2 separate regions of the Mus musculus genome follow, and region 1 is linked to region 2. The links are chromatin contacts, called in public Hi-C maps. All regions are on one chromosome and are shown on one strand. The core of a region is the stretch at or near the end of the contact, and the rest is flanking DNA. Distances in the headings are between cores, read along the strand shown.

Region 1 (7,105 bases), core at 3,629-6,128, 140 kb after region 2:
TGAGCACCAAGACCTACCAGTAACCAAAAAGCTATTTGCAACTGATAACTTCTGAGGGAGGGAAAAAAATCAGTTTTCTTCAATGGAAAAACACTGTAAATCTCCACCACACTCCAGGGCAGGCCTCATGCTTAGATGTGTCAACACAAAATACATGTGTGCATTATATACATGCATATGTGTCTGTGTGTGTTTATTTTTTTAAGAGAGAGAACAACTTGATGTTGGCTGTGTGTGTGAGGATCTGGGAAGAGTTGGGGAGGGGAAAGAATATGATCACAATATATTGTATGAAATATTAAAAAATATTTTTAAAAGAGTAGGCTCAGGGAATAATTTCCCCCACCCCCAGCTTAGAAATCTCATAGGAAATAGATTCTGTAGGGAAATGATTTTAAAAAATGTGGTGGGGCTAAGATCATTCCTGTTCTCTGAGCTAACATACCCCCCCCCCCAAGCTCTCTAGCAAGATGGCTGGTTTCTGTGGCAAGTCTTCTGAATGCTGAACATAAAGCTCCGTGAGACAGTTAGCCACAGTAGTGTCTCCTATGCAGCCTTGCCATCTCCAATCCCAGTTGAGATGGTCTGGTTTCCTTCTCTTGACTCTGACTAGACTATAAATCGTTCTACTTGACTTCAGAGACGAGGCCATCAAAGGCAGCGGGCTTCCATCTGGTTCTCCTGGGATGGTGATTCTTGGAAGCTGGCCACCATATTGTGAGGAAGCACAGGCAGCCACATGGGATGGCTTCATGTAGGTGTTGCAATCAGCAGGCTGATTGAAGTTTCATCCACATATATTGTCAACTCCAGATGTGTGGGTAAAGGGGTCTTTGTATGCTACCTCAGGACACCTTGGCTTTAGAGTCTTCCAGCCAACTCTTAGGGTTACTTTGTTTTCTAACAGTAGACAATGAGGATAGGAGACTTAGAGCCTTTATGTTGGGCCATGGGTACTAAAGGTGACTTCCCGTGGAGGGGATGATGTTCAGGTTCCAGCATCATTAGTTGAAGCAAGTCATCACCCTGGGATCCCAGAGCCCATGTCCCTTACCACCAAGGTGAGTGGACCAGCCAGAGCACTGAACCTGGTCACAGTGAAGGAATGGGGAGCAAATAATGCCATTTCCACCAGGCAGTATCTGTGCATCTGTGCCATCTATCAACTGGATTTCACACTCCCTGTAGAGTGTGTCTCTTCTTCCAGCAGAAGACAAATGCATCTTTACTCCAACCAAACCACATTATTTGTCTTTCTTTGTGTGTGTGAGTAGTCTACAGAACCCTGACTCAAAGGATTAATTCGAGTGTTTCTGCTCAGTTTGGAGATACACTTTAGTGGTCGAACAGTTTCCTAATATGTCTAAGGTCTTAGGCTTGGACCATAGAATCTCAAAAAGCAAGAAGACAAAGTCTATCTGCTTACACCCCAAGGCTTCTATGAAGCTTCCCTTCTGGGAAGGATTTTACTGTGAGCATATTTGCAGTTGTAGCATTACAGTTAGTAACTGGAGAATATTCTGCCTGATTCAGATCTTTACACTGCAGTTTATTAGAACATGAGCACATTGCTTAACTGTCTGCAATTCAATTTACTCATCTGTAAAAGGAGGCTAACTGCAGAAGTTTGCCTTTTATGACTATGTTGTGAGAACTGAATGAATTAACTTGTGAAAATACTTAAAGCCAACAACACCCAGCTTGTAGTAAGCAACTGTAGTAAACACTCACATGCATGTATAAGATATATATAGGATGCACACAGAGATGAGGTGTATGTAGATATGTATAACATATGCATATAGATGGTCTGTATATTTTATTGAGACATAGTTTTGCTATATAGCCAAGGTTGGCTTTGAACTTGCAACCCTCCTTTCTCAGTCTCTGAGTGCTGGATTATAGGCATCAGCTCTCATCCTTGGATGATATCCTTTACTGATATGAAGGAAGCAGATCTTAGTCATTATCCTTTTATCTTGGAGCCAGTGTGATGCCCTGCCCCTCTCCAGAATACAACATGTGCCTTTCACACTCTGGGCCCACCCTAGCACAGGTAATAGCTCTGGAAAATGTGCTTGAATCATTGGACAAATAAGGGATTGACCTGGAATGTGTCAGTCTGATGTGCAGTCCAACACCACGAGATTGAAAAATCAATGGGCCTAGTCTCAAGTGGCAGACATGAGCTACAAAGCGCTGACCTGTCAGCATGGAAGAAAGAGCCGTAGTCAAAGAAACTCCGGCCAGTCATTAAGCATGAAGGGGGAGCTGGGGCATCAGGAGCTCGTATTGGGCTGTGACATCACCTGCCATTCATTTATGTGGGTGAGAATGATTTACCAGCAGCCCAGGGCACATGGGGAGAAAATGTAACTCAGCTTCTCCATACATTAGAAATGTAAATGGCGCCGAGGAAATGACCTGGGTGTTGAGGTAATTTCCTAGATGGACCTGCAAATTTCATTTGTCCTCAGTTTTAAGGCAAGGGCCAAGAAACTGGAAGCTGGGATGTGGATGGTTCTGGGAAGCAAGGGGTATATGGTCTCCATCCTTACCATCCCTGGTCTCAGTAGGAACTCTTGAAGTATACGATGTCATAAGCGTGGAATCGGGTAAGGCTGCAAGGGTAGGACTTTCAACTACTAATTGTGCCAAGAGGAAGTGTCCCTGCTGTGCTTTGCAGGTCAGCCCATTGTGGCATGCACAACATGGAACTATATATTCTTACAGTGTACGTTTCTCTGAGCTGAGGACAGAGATCAATACAACCACCAGCCTCCAGAAACTCTGAATATGATGTCAGAAACCAACTCATTAGAGGGGGCTATTCCCAGAAGGTGAGTTAAATGTGAGAGACACCAGGCAGAGCAGACTAGGGGCCCTGACCTAACATGATAGCTACTGTCAGTGGTAGCTGTCAGTTACTGTCCTTAAGGATTCATTAGCAGCATCCCATATGCCTGCATTGGTGAGCTTTCTAAATGGCAAATGTGGCCATGTCATTTCTTATGTATGCCTTTTTAGTGAAATCAGTTCATATAGACTGAATACCTGTATCTCCTCAAAGTCCTCATTAGATCCCTAGCCTCCACAGGCTTGGTATTGGAAAGCAGAGCCCTTGAGAGGTTATTAGGATCGTGTGTATAGTTGGTGCTCTCATGAGGACAGATGGGAACTTGCCTGTCCCCTCTCTTACTCACTCTGTGGTGACGCAGTGAAGGAAGGGATTCTTTATAAATGAGTAAGAACGCCCTCAGCAGACTCCTACTGCTCTAGCACCTCCATCCCAGACTTCCAGCCTCCAATGAGAAATGCATTCTCATTGTTTATAAGCCACGCAGACTGTGGTGTTTGTCACAGCATCCAAGCTACAGTCATTTAAAACAACAATAGCTAACACTGAGGACTTTCCATCTCTAAACTCCCTTCCTCCTCTCTTCCTCTCCTTACCCCCTCTGTGTGTGTCTGCGTGTGTGACGGAGAGACAGAGACAGAGTGACAGAAGATATAAGCTATCTATTGCTTATATGAAAGAGCCCAATCTGCCTTGCAAAACTGGTACTTCCATGATGCACCCTGACCTTTACTTTCCAGTCATTCCCTTGGCCAAGCCTGCTTGTCTGATTATTCCAAGGAACTCTGGTGCCTTGCTGTCTTCTGTGCTGTCTCCTCTGGTGCTGCCTTCCTGCCTGTCACCTGGGCTGTTGTTACTCATCCTTTTAGACCAGCTGCCTGGTCCCCACCTCAGGCCAGAATTCACATCTCTGCCCTTTGGGCCTTTACACATCAGGCTGGAAAAGCTCTTCCTCTGTTTGTCACATGTTGTTTCAGAACTCATCTCCAGAACCACCCAGGTGTTCAGTCTTTGTAGACCCATGAGGAGGACTGACATGTTCTGCCGGAGGCCCTTGCTTGGTAAACATCCCTTGTTTCTCTTACAGCTGTACTGTGAGCTCATGGAAGCCAATGTCTGTTTCTGTGGCTCCAAATCCCCAGCTCTCAGTGACTGGGAAATAGTGAATGGATGCATTAATCCCACTACATTTTCGTTAAGCTGCCCATTTTAGCTTGCATCACACTGCCCCACAACTGCCTACCACTGCCTACCACTGCTTACCACTGCCTACCACTGCCTACCACTGCCTACCACTGCCTACCACTGCCCACCACTGCCTACCACTGCCTACCACTGCCTACCACTGCCTACCACTGCCCACCACTGCATACAATAAGCCCATTTGAGAACAGTTATTTATTGACCTTATTTATTCTATTTCCTCTTTCTGCTCTTCACACTGAGTAAGTGGGATATAGTATTTGTTAGATAGTTGAGTCTAGATTCAGAAAACTCAGTTGTTTCCATTTGACTTTTTTTCCTTTTAAACTAAGTTAAATGACATAAGATAAAGTCAAAGTGTACCTTACAGAAAGTTCTAAGCTCTGGGCTTAAGCCAGAATCTCTCTTCTGACCTTGGTCAGCCACTTACTCAAGCTGAATTTATTTTCTTGGAATGATTTGTCAGCTAGCCTAATAATATCTCACACAGAAGGTGGTTCTGAAGATTAAACAAGACAGTCTACATGAAATGCTTGGCGCTAGAAGGTGTTCAACCAGAGTTAATTTCCGTTCGTTCACCCAGTCAGTGTCATGGCATGGCAGCAGCTCGACTGGTCCCTTCAGACTTCTGTAGGATCTTTGAGTATTAGACAAGTCTCACTTATGTCGCCCTGGCAGTTGGTTGTGAAATGGTGCCCTTGAAAGCTGACACTGGGCTGTGCCAGGAAGACATTAGCCTTCTCACAGCCAGTGCTATTTTGAGGTTTGATGGCTTTGGAGAGAAGATAACAGCTGACCTTTGTACTGATAGAGAATGCCTGTGTTCTAGGAGAAAGTGCAAAAACCTCGACTAATGCCAGCTGGAAAGAACTCAGTGTGCCCTGAAGTCGGGTATTCAAATGCCATTATTTTTATGCCAACATAAGAGTTTATTCAGGAAGTTGCAAAGAAGGAAAAAAAATCAGATTCCATAGCAATGAACTCCAAGGGAACTGGAAAGTTCTCTGGTCTTTTCTGCTTGCCTGTGTCCAATAGCCATGAACATGGAAAGACAGATGTATTTGCAAGAATGGTACCCCCCAGTGCTCTAGTTGTAATTCCAAAGGCTTGAGAGAGCAGAGAATCACTTTGTGTTTATGCTTCATCTTGACTGTGGGAGCAGAGAGCCGTTCTGTGTTCTCACTCAAGATCAAGGTTGGGAGAGCCACCATCAATGTAGCAGCACCAGTCATCCTGTCTGGAAGAATAGGCTTAGGTCACCCAGGCAATCCAGCCTGATAGGCCAGACCTGTCTCCACGTGATTAACCAAGCAATGTGTATGGCTTAAACATTAAACCAGCGGTGGGGTGCCAAGGAGAGCCAGGACTTGCCAGGGCTCAGCTCAGGCTGCTGTGGAGTTACATCGCAGTAGGACAGCTGGTTCTCATCCTGAAACAAATACAGTGTCTTAAGCAAGCACTTAGAAGCCTTGATTCTACTGGGTGCTGAGCTACACCCTTGACAGACGTTCCTTCCCTTGCTCATTACTTTGTGTGGCGAGCATCATGACTAGGAATGAGAACATGGAGCTGTGCTGTGAGCTCTGAGCACAGAGAATTAGAAATATCAGAAGCACATGGAAGAAAGGGAACAGATACTTTGAGGTGTTAGGGCAGTAGAAACAATGAAGTTTCGGGATCAATCAAAGGGAGGACAGAGGGGAAAGGAAGAAATATCAGAGAGTCCCTCTGTTTTTGCCATGTTGTTTGACAATGGGATAAAGATGGCACAGCTCACTGAAAAAGGTATGCTCAGGTAATAGCATGTTACTTATGCTTCCAGAAGACAACCAAGAAGAATTATTAAGTAAGGCATTGAATACATGGATCTGGAGCTTGGGAAGAAGGTATGGACCCGAGTTTGAACATTCCGTGGTCATCAACTCATAGTGGACAGCTCAAGCCAAAGGAAAGTGGGTGGAGTAAAAAGTAAATCAGGAAATGAAGTGTAGGGAAGGAAATTAAAGGGGACCGTTTATGCAAGGAGCATGAAGTAGGAACTGACGCAATTATTTTGAGAAATAATTTTCACTTACCTGGTAAAGATGGGTAAATCCTTTGGCCCTGAGAAAAAGTCAGAGAAGACATATAGAGGACACTCAGAGCAGCACGACTACACTAGCAACCCCCTGGAAACCCCTGAAATAGTCATCAAAACTACAGGGGCTGAATTAGTTGTGGAAGAGTCACACAGTGAATAGCGCCACCACCACAACAACAAAAAATTAACGAAGCAGGGCTTTGTGCAGCAACAAGAACGAGCATCAAGAACAGAATGTTAAGTGGAAAAAGAAAGTTGTATAGGAGAACATCCAGTATGATTCTTTTAATATAAAGTTCATAGGCTTGCAAAACTAAACACATGTGGTGAAACAAAACAAAACAAAACAAAACAAAAAACAGAAAAAAAAAAAAACCCAACCCAGTAAGGAGAAGATAAACACAGAAATAGAAATAAGAGTAGTGGTTGTTTTCGGGGAGGTGGGGAAGGGCTGGGATCCCAGTGGTGTTCATGGAGTTTCAGAGTCTGGAGTGGGGCATTTCAACTAAGGGCAGAAGGGAAAAGACAACGCCGAACTTATTCCTTTCCCTTTTTCTTTTGTTATCTTTTAAATGTAACTTTCATAACCTGGAACAGCAACAATCAATACGTTTTAAGACTTAGGTTTTGTGTATGTGTGCAGAGATGAGCATGTGTGTGTGTGACTATGTGTGTGTAGAGGTTGGAGGTCAGCCTCTAGTGTTGCTTCTCAGGTGTGCACCATCTTGTGTTTTTGAGACAGGGTCTTTCACTGGCCAGAGATTTGCTGATTAGTCTGGCGTGGCTGGCCAGAAAACCCTAGGATTCACTTGTCTTCATCTCCCTGATGTTGGTATCATTAAGTACCCGAGACTATGCCTGACTTTTCATGAGGGTTCTAGGAATAAATTTAGAGTCTAAAGCTTGCATCACAAGAAATTTACTGCCTCTAGCCTCTCTGCTTACTTACTTTTTTTTGGTAATAA
Region 2 (6,758 bases), core at 2,584-5,083:
TTTGGCAATGATCCTAGCCACCCTCTACCTCCTTTAACAGTGTCTGTTCAAAACATCACTCTACGCTTACTGTGCCCATAATTGTACACGGAGTGGAGATGCCTTCCCGTTTCTTTGTCATTGACACCTGCCATAGCATATGCCCGTCCATGGGTCTGTTCTCTGGGATTTTTTTCTTGAGAATGAAATTTCTAGTTTTATTTTTCAGGTATTCTAGAATGTGCATTAAATTCTACTTGAATTTATATACATTCATTGTTCTTATAAATGAAGATTCTAACTCTATTCCAAGTGTCCTTTATGCCCCTTATTTCATGAAGTTTTGGGTACATTCATTTGTATTAATTGTCTTTGCCTTTGGGGTGGTGGTGTGTGGGGATTTTTATTGTTGTTATTTTTGCGTTTAGATTTTTAACTGGTTATTGCTGATAGATGAGAAAGCCATTGATTAAAAAAGAGAAAAAACTAGCAGCCAACAACAGTGTATACTCTTACTAGTTTTACTAGTTTTTAGATTTTTTTTTTTCCTATTACACCCATTGGGTTGAAATAATGGTAGAGCCACCTGCTGTTTTCTGTGGGTAGTTAAAGCCTCTGTCCTAGACATCGCTCCTGCGTAGCTCAAGTGCTCTGGGACCGTCCGTCCACTCTCCATCCCCTCAGTCCGGCTCCCTGGCTCTTGGCATGCTCCTTCCTGACCACCAAAAGGAAAGTGTCCCATTGTCCCTGGAAGGGAGGTCCGGCCTTTGCCCCCACCTCAGGTCTGCCTTGTGCCTAGCAGCCCCTCCTTCTGCTCTTCCTTGTCCTGGCCTCTCCCCTGCTTTGATTTGTAGACGGAAGTTCCCCCTTGTTCCTCTTGATTCTTCCCCCTCATTTCCCAAGTTCCCACAGGAACCTGGGAAGTAGGTTGTGCCCAGAGGTTAAAGCGGAAGCTCTAGCGAGATAACTCCAGAGGGGACAATACCCAGCTGACGTCATTTCAATTTTCCTTGGGCCAGAGGAGGTGTCTGAGTTGTATTTTTTTTTCCCCTTGTCATTTTCTTCCATTTTTCCTCAGGATTACTCTTCTTCCCTACCCAGTGCAATATCTCTTCCCTTGAAAGTTCTCTGGCATTGTCTGGCTGGTTTACATTTCTTCCTTTTGATTATTCAGAGTCCAGGTTCCTCCTGGTGACTTAGAAACTTCTCTTGGATAGAGTTGCTTTCTTTCAAAGCAGAAACATGCCCTTGTTGAGAGCATCAGAGCAGCCTCATTGGTATGTCCTTGCTGTTGCAGTGACCAGCTGGTCCCTAGGGACTAGGCAGCTGTAATCCCCGAGAAAACTCACAAATGTGTAAAGTAAATTGACATCAATCCCACAACAAAGCCTTTTCTGGCCTTGGTTACTGATCTATAAGTAGTATAGATCCAGAGGGTAAGGGGAAAGTCATATTTATTAAATGCTTACTGTGTGCCCAGCAGCATGTAAAAAAACATTCATGGGTGCTATCTTATTCAAGTCTCCATAGCTCATCTCTTAAAAGAAAAATCAAAATTTTATGCTATAAAAGCTGAAGATCAGCATTTCCCCATGGGGCATCGTGTCCGAGTTAAGTGCTCTGTACACAGTATACCATACCACATCTAGATGGTTCCATTTGGCAGGAATGTGGAGCACACTAGCCTAGTGGTCTAGTGTCTGTGAATGAGAAGTCATTGAAGGTGTTTTTCTCTCTTTCTGTCAGCTCTACCTTCAGGCCCGCTTCACCTGGCGCGGGGCCCGACTGCTCCGCCCCCTCCTGCAGTTCACTTTGCTCATGATGGCCTTCTACACGGGATTGTCACGGGTATCTGACTACAAGCATCATCCTAGCGATGTCCTGGCAGGATTTGCCCAAGGAGCTCTGGTGGCCTGCTGCATAGTAAGTAGCCCTTTGTCCTTGGCACTCATACAGAGCCCTGAACTGATGCCTGTTAAATGTTTCCAGCCCAGTGACTAAAGCCGTTGAATCTTCATTCCGAGTCGTCTCTTCTTAGTGTCCCAAAAGCCTCGGGCTCCAGGATCCCATCAGTAGATGGCAATCGTTTAATAGGTTCTGTGAATCCTCTTCTCTGTGAGCACAAGTTTTGTCTTGTAGAATGCTGTGATCAGAAGTCAGCTTAGACATTGTCCACTTACGAATGTATACGTGACCACAGCAGACTGGAAAGTTGCAAAAGCATGCATGTGAGTGCCTACAGAATGACAGTCCCCTGATGACACAGCCTGCTTTGGTGGGACACTAGTTAGTCAGTGGCTGTTTTCCACTTCTTGAGAAATCTCTACACTCTTCTGTGATGGCCGGGAACCTTGGTCTCTGTCAACTGGAGAACCAGAGGTTTGCTGAAGGAGGAGCCCGCCCCTGGCCCAGGCCCTTGCATATTATCAAAACTCCATAGAGACTGGACTTGGTGTGGGAACATGTTGGTTCCCCCCAACACAGAGAGATTGCTTTTTTACATGTTTCACCCTGATTGCCAATTAAGGTGGGATCGGGCTTTCCACTTCTCTGAGCCTCCATTTCCCTACCTTTCCTGCCTCTTTTCCATATTCTAGATGCTGCTCTGTACAAACTTTGGTATTGAGCTTTCTTGAGCCCTTCTTCAAGGTGCCCAATCCAATCCCATAGGAAGTCCCAAGGGCAATGTAGGACTGCATTGGACATATGGGCCCTTGGCAGCTCAGCAAAGGTTGTACACAGTATGGTCAGCATCACAGAGATGAAGTAAGGGTGTTCAGTGTAGACACTGGTGAAAGAAAGACCTGATCTACCTGCTAGCTTAGGTATAGGACGCCTGGCTGTTTTGATGATGGCTGTCTTCAGTGCTCTCTTATTCATTCATTCTCTCTCTCTCTCTCTCTCTCTCTCTCTCAAAATCTGTGTGTGTGTGTGTGTGTGTGTGTGTGTGTGTTGTTACCCAGAACAGCTGTCACCCTCCAGCTTGTCCCCTGGTGCCTGGCCCTTTCATATGTGATGATAGTGGGGGGGGGGGGGTACTTGCACAGAAGGGTAACTCTTTGCTGCCTGTACCCTCCTGGGCTTTGCTCTCAGCAGGAGGGCAGCCCATGGGACCTGCTTCTGGGCATCTCCTTGTGAGAGTGTGCCACTGCCCTCATTGAAGTCTCCCTTACCCCCCAACTTAAACAATTAAAAGGTGTGGGGATCGTCCCCAGCCTTCCTCTCTTTCATACCACAACTATGGGGCTCTGGCCGTGAGCAATTAGACAGAATTCGGGAGAATGAAAGCTTCTTTTCCAGAAGGAAATCTGTGAGTTTGCCTTTATCCTGTTTGGCTCTGGCACACTGGCCTGAGAAGTTGAACCCAGAGTCTGTAGAGCGCCCACTGTTGCCTGGCACCTCCCTGCATACTTTGCCCTGTGACTTCTTTTGGACACATGGCACCACTGCAGAGATGAAGCAACCCAGGCTTGGAGAGATGACTTCGCTCCCCCAAGGCCAAAGAGCTGCTCTGAGACTGACTCACAGCCAGTGCCCTCTGTGCTTAGCACTGGGGGAAGGGGCACCAGACACTAGGCCAGCCTGAGCTACCTCAGGCAGAAATGGTGTAGCCAGCTGTTTTAAAGAGTGTCATTTAAGTGTTTTGTAGGGTCCTTCCCAAGCCTTGTGCTGATCCGGTTAGCCTCTTGAGTCTGAAGTTTTCTTTTCACCAAGGGGACAGTTTGGGAAGAGGTGACAGAAATCTTACCCTGTCTTTTGCCCTTTTTGCCTGTCAACATGGGGTGACAGGGGCTCGGTCTAATTGATTGCTTTTCTTTAGATACCAAACTCCACCTGGTACACAGCCAGGACCTCCTGGTCCCACTAGCTTAGAAGCACAGCACTGAGGGATTTGTTTTGCTTAAACCATCTGACAGGCCCGGGCAGAGAAGTCTCTGGAAGCTGTGGCCGGCTGCTCAGTGTGAGAGTTTGGGAATGCACAGCAGGGACAAAGGAAGCCAGCGTGTTCTTTCCCACTGAGAGATGCCCGCCTGATGGTGTGGTACTGGTTTTGATTACAAGGGGAGACAGACACTGAACTCCAGCTACTGCGCTGAGTCAGAGAGGCTGGTCCTCAAGGTGGTGTCTGACGAGGACACTGAGTGTCGTGGCCCCAGACTGGCTTGAGAGGATGGAGGGCATTTGTTTGCCTGGTTTCAGCTCTGACAGCTCTCACGCGCAGTGGAGCCTTAGTGTTCTGGGCTGTGGTGTCCCACCTCTGCTTTGCTTATGTCATAGGATTAGAGGTGTCCCTTAAGTCCAGCAAGTCCTGAGGAAAACAAGTGTTCTTCTCACTTACGAATGCAGTACATTTGTGATATCTATTTCATTAGTATTATTGTATTTTTGAGACAGGATCCCACTATGTAACCACGCCTGGCCTGGGACTCATTATGTAGACCAGGCTGGCTTCAAACTCAAACTCATGGAGACCCACCTGCCCTTGTCTCCTGAGTGCTGAGATTGCAGGTGGGTGCCACCATGTAGTCAAGGTTCTTAACACACAGTGACATCTTCCTGGGTCAGAAGGTTCCAGAGAGAGAGATACAGCACATAACACTTAGGCCACAGGGTGCTTAGAATCCATTTTCCCCTCTGCCAGAAAACCTCTCCTGCCAAACCTGTGTGGCCTCTGGTGGCCCAAGCAGAGGTGTGGGTTCGCTAACGCCTGTGAATTGTTAACTGTAGTAACTATTTTCATCGAAGATGAAAACACAGGAGTCAGGGATTAAGGCACACAGAGAAAACATAGAAGCCAGAGGTGACTCTTAACAGTCTGACACAAAGCCAACACTCGAAGACCTCCCGTCCCCTTCCTCTCACCTGCAGAAATGCCAAGCTTCTTATTTTATGACAGAGTCCTTGCTCTAGATAGCTTCCTACTCCTGACAGAGCACAGTCCAGTTCTTCTCTGGTGAACCCTCTTGTATGAGTCACTCATAGCTGCTGTAACAAGTGAGCCTAATCTACAGTACAGATGTTTAAGTCCCAGGACTCAGGAATCAAAACTGAGTCTCTCTAGGCCATAATCAAGGTGTAGAAAAGGCTGTGTTCCATGAAGAGGCCAAATGGAGCATTTTCTTGCCTTTTATAGCTACCTGTGTTCCTTGGTGTATGGCCTCTCTCCCTGCCCGCCCCTCCTCAGGCTTGTGATTGCATTTATAACCCGGAGTCATGCGTCCATTTCCATGGCCATACCTTAATCTCATCAGCAAAGTTATTTAGTCAGGTCTGGAGAGTGGCTCCTGGATACATTTGAGAGACTAGTGTTCATCTCGTCATACCTTCCCCAGTCCCTAAGGCTAGAACTGCCCAACTTTCATTTAGTGTTCCCAATTCTTTGCTCTGTCATGGCTTTGGCCTCTTCTGCTCTTTACCTGCTCATGTGTCTGTCTGCTCAGCTAGATTGCTAATGCCTTACCACCAGAATCCATAGCTTAGTCTTGTTGGTTATTCTGGGTGGCTGGTGTCATAGCTGACATTCATTGTTGGTTGATCAACCTTGGGGCAATCATGAGTGATGAATTGGGTGTGGCCTTGGGTGGGATTTCTCCTCTGAGCCTTGGCTCTTTATCTGTCAGTTAAGCTTGGAAGCCTTGCAGCCTGTCCATCTTTTTGCACAGAGGTTATTCTCTGGGACAGTGTCTGTGTACCCAAGCTGGGACTGCTCTTTCAGGTAGAGCAATCTTCCCAAACATGTCCTAAATTTGGGGATCACCCTTAAGCCTGCCAGTGGTTCAGTGTCACCCTAGTCATGGTTCAGCTCCTGCATGGCCTTGGACAGCAGGCTGAGAGCCAGCACTTTCATCCAAGTCTGAGGAGGTTGGCTTTTTCACAGCAAGCAGATTTGTCTAGGCAAAAGTGGCGTGCACAGGGAGTATGGGTTTAGTTTGCTTGCCCACTGAAGGCTTTCCAGAAAGGGAAGACTCTGGAACCTGATGAAACGCAGTCTACACAGTGCCTTGGACTCAGTACAGATGCTAGAACTCAGGCAGGACAGCACACCAAGGCACACCTTTGCAGGATGTGAACAGAAGAACAAAGCAGAAGGCCACAGCCCAGACACACCCAGAGCCAGAAGAGGTAACACACATGCGTTATCTTTCATTTGCAGAGACTAGACCTCCAGGTGCACAGAACAGACAGACAGACAGACAGACAGAGCCAAATGCTGCTGCACAGACCCTTGTTCTTCCTACCTGCACAGCTCTGCAGCTCTCCCTACCAAAGATTCAAACCTCTACCTGGATTCAGCCAGGCAGTGGGACAGAGGGGCGGACATCGGTTGGTTTCCTGTCTGATGACTACTTGCATATCTGGTCACCTCCTTACTGACCCTCTAACAGATGGTAAATTAGGGGGGCACTGAGAGGGGTCAGAGGAGGGCCAGGCCCCCATGGCTATGGGTTCTGCAGAGGAAGCAGCTGCTCCCAAGTTTTATAAACACACAGCAGTCTTTCCTGGTTTTCTCTTCCTGGGGGTGTGGCCCCCCACTAGCAGTTGCTCTTTTGTGCCTGCTATCTTCCTCCAGGATGCAGGGAAGGGCGAGGGCATTCTTTGTCTCTGGCCCAGAGCAGTGACCTTGGGAAGAGTGAGGGGCAAGAATGCTCACGTGAGGAAGAGCCGGGCCACGGCAGCCTTGTGAGAGGAAGCTCAGTGAGGAGAGCCCAGGACACACCCAAGTCCACACACACAGAGTCAGAACCAATTCCAGGTCGCTGTGTTGTTTCAGGGGTAAA

What was found. Hi-C and Micro-C count contacts between places; a contact is called where the count stands out from the background.
Region 1: a contact with region 2 is called in a Hi-C map of liver, with 3 times the contacts expected there. The contact joins two enhancer-like sites. A contact is called at or near these places in 2 of 484 Hi-C or Micro-C datasets (both in liver) and 2 of 115 datasets of contacts at active chromatin or transcription factors (embryonic stem cells and stem cell-derived neural progenitor cells).

What each region holds. Positions count from the first base shown.
Region 1 is chr4:105,359,878-105,366,982 of GRCm38.p6, forward strand. No RefSeq gene overlaps it. Among named protein-coding and RNA genes, the nearest start is that of Gm40217, 44 kb to the left of the region's middle. Within about 2 kb of position 4,879, at least 47 of the 459 cell types and tissues checked have an H3K27ac peak or open chromatin away from gene starts, as enhancers often do. A contact at or near this core is called in liver, where this site is marked.
Region 2 is chr4:105,217,603-105,224,360 of GRCm38.p6, forward strand. It overlaps Plpp3 (phospholipid phosphatase 3), which reads left to right. Exons shown (of 6, transcript NM_080555.2): 5 at 1,726-1,902. Among named protein-coding and RNA genes, the nearest start is that of Plpp3, 64 kb to the left of the region's middle. Within about 2 kb of position 3,834, at least 34 of the 459 cell types and tissues checked have an H3K27ac peak or open chromatin away from gene starts, as enhancers often do. A contact at or near this core is called in liver, where this site is marked.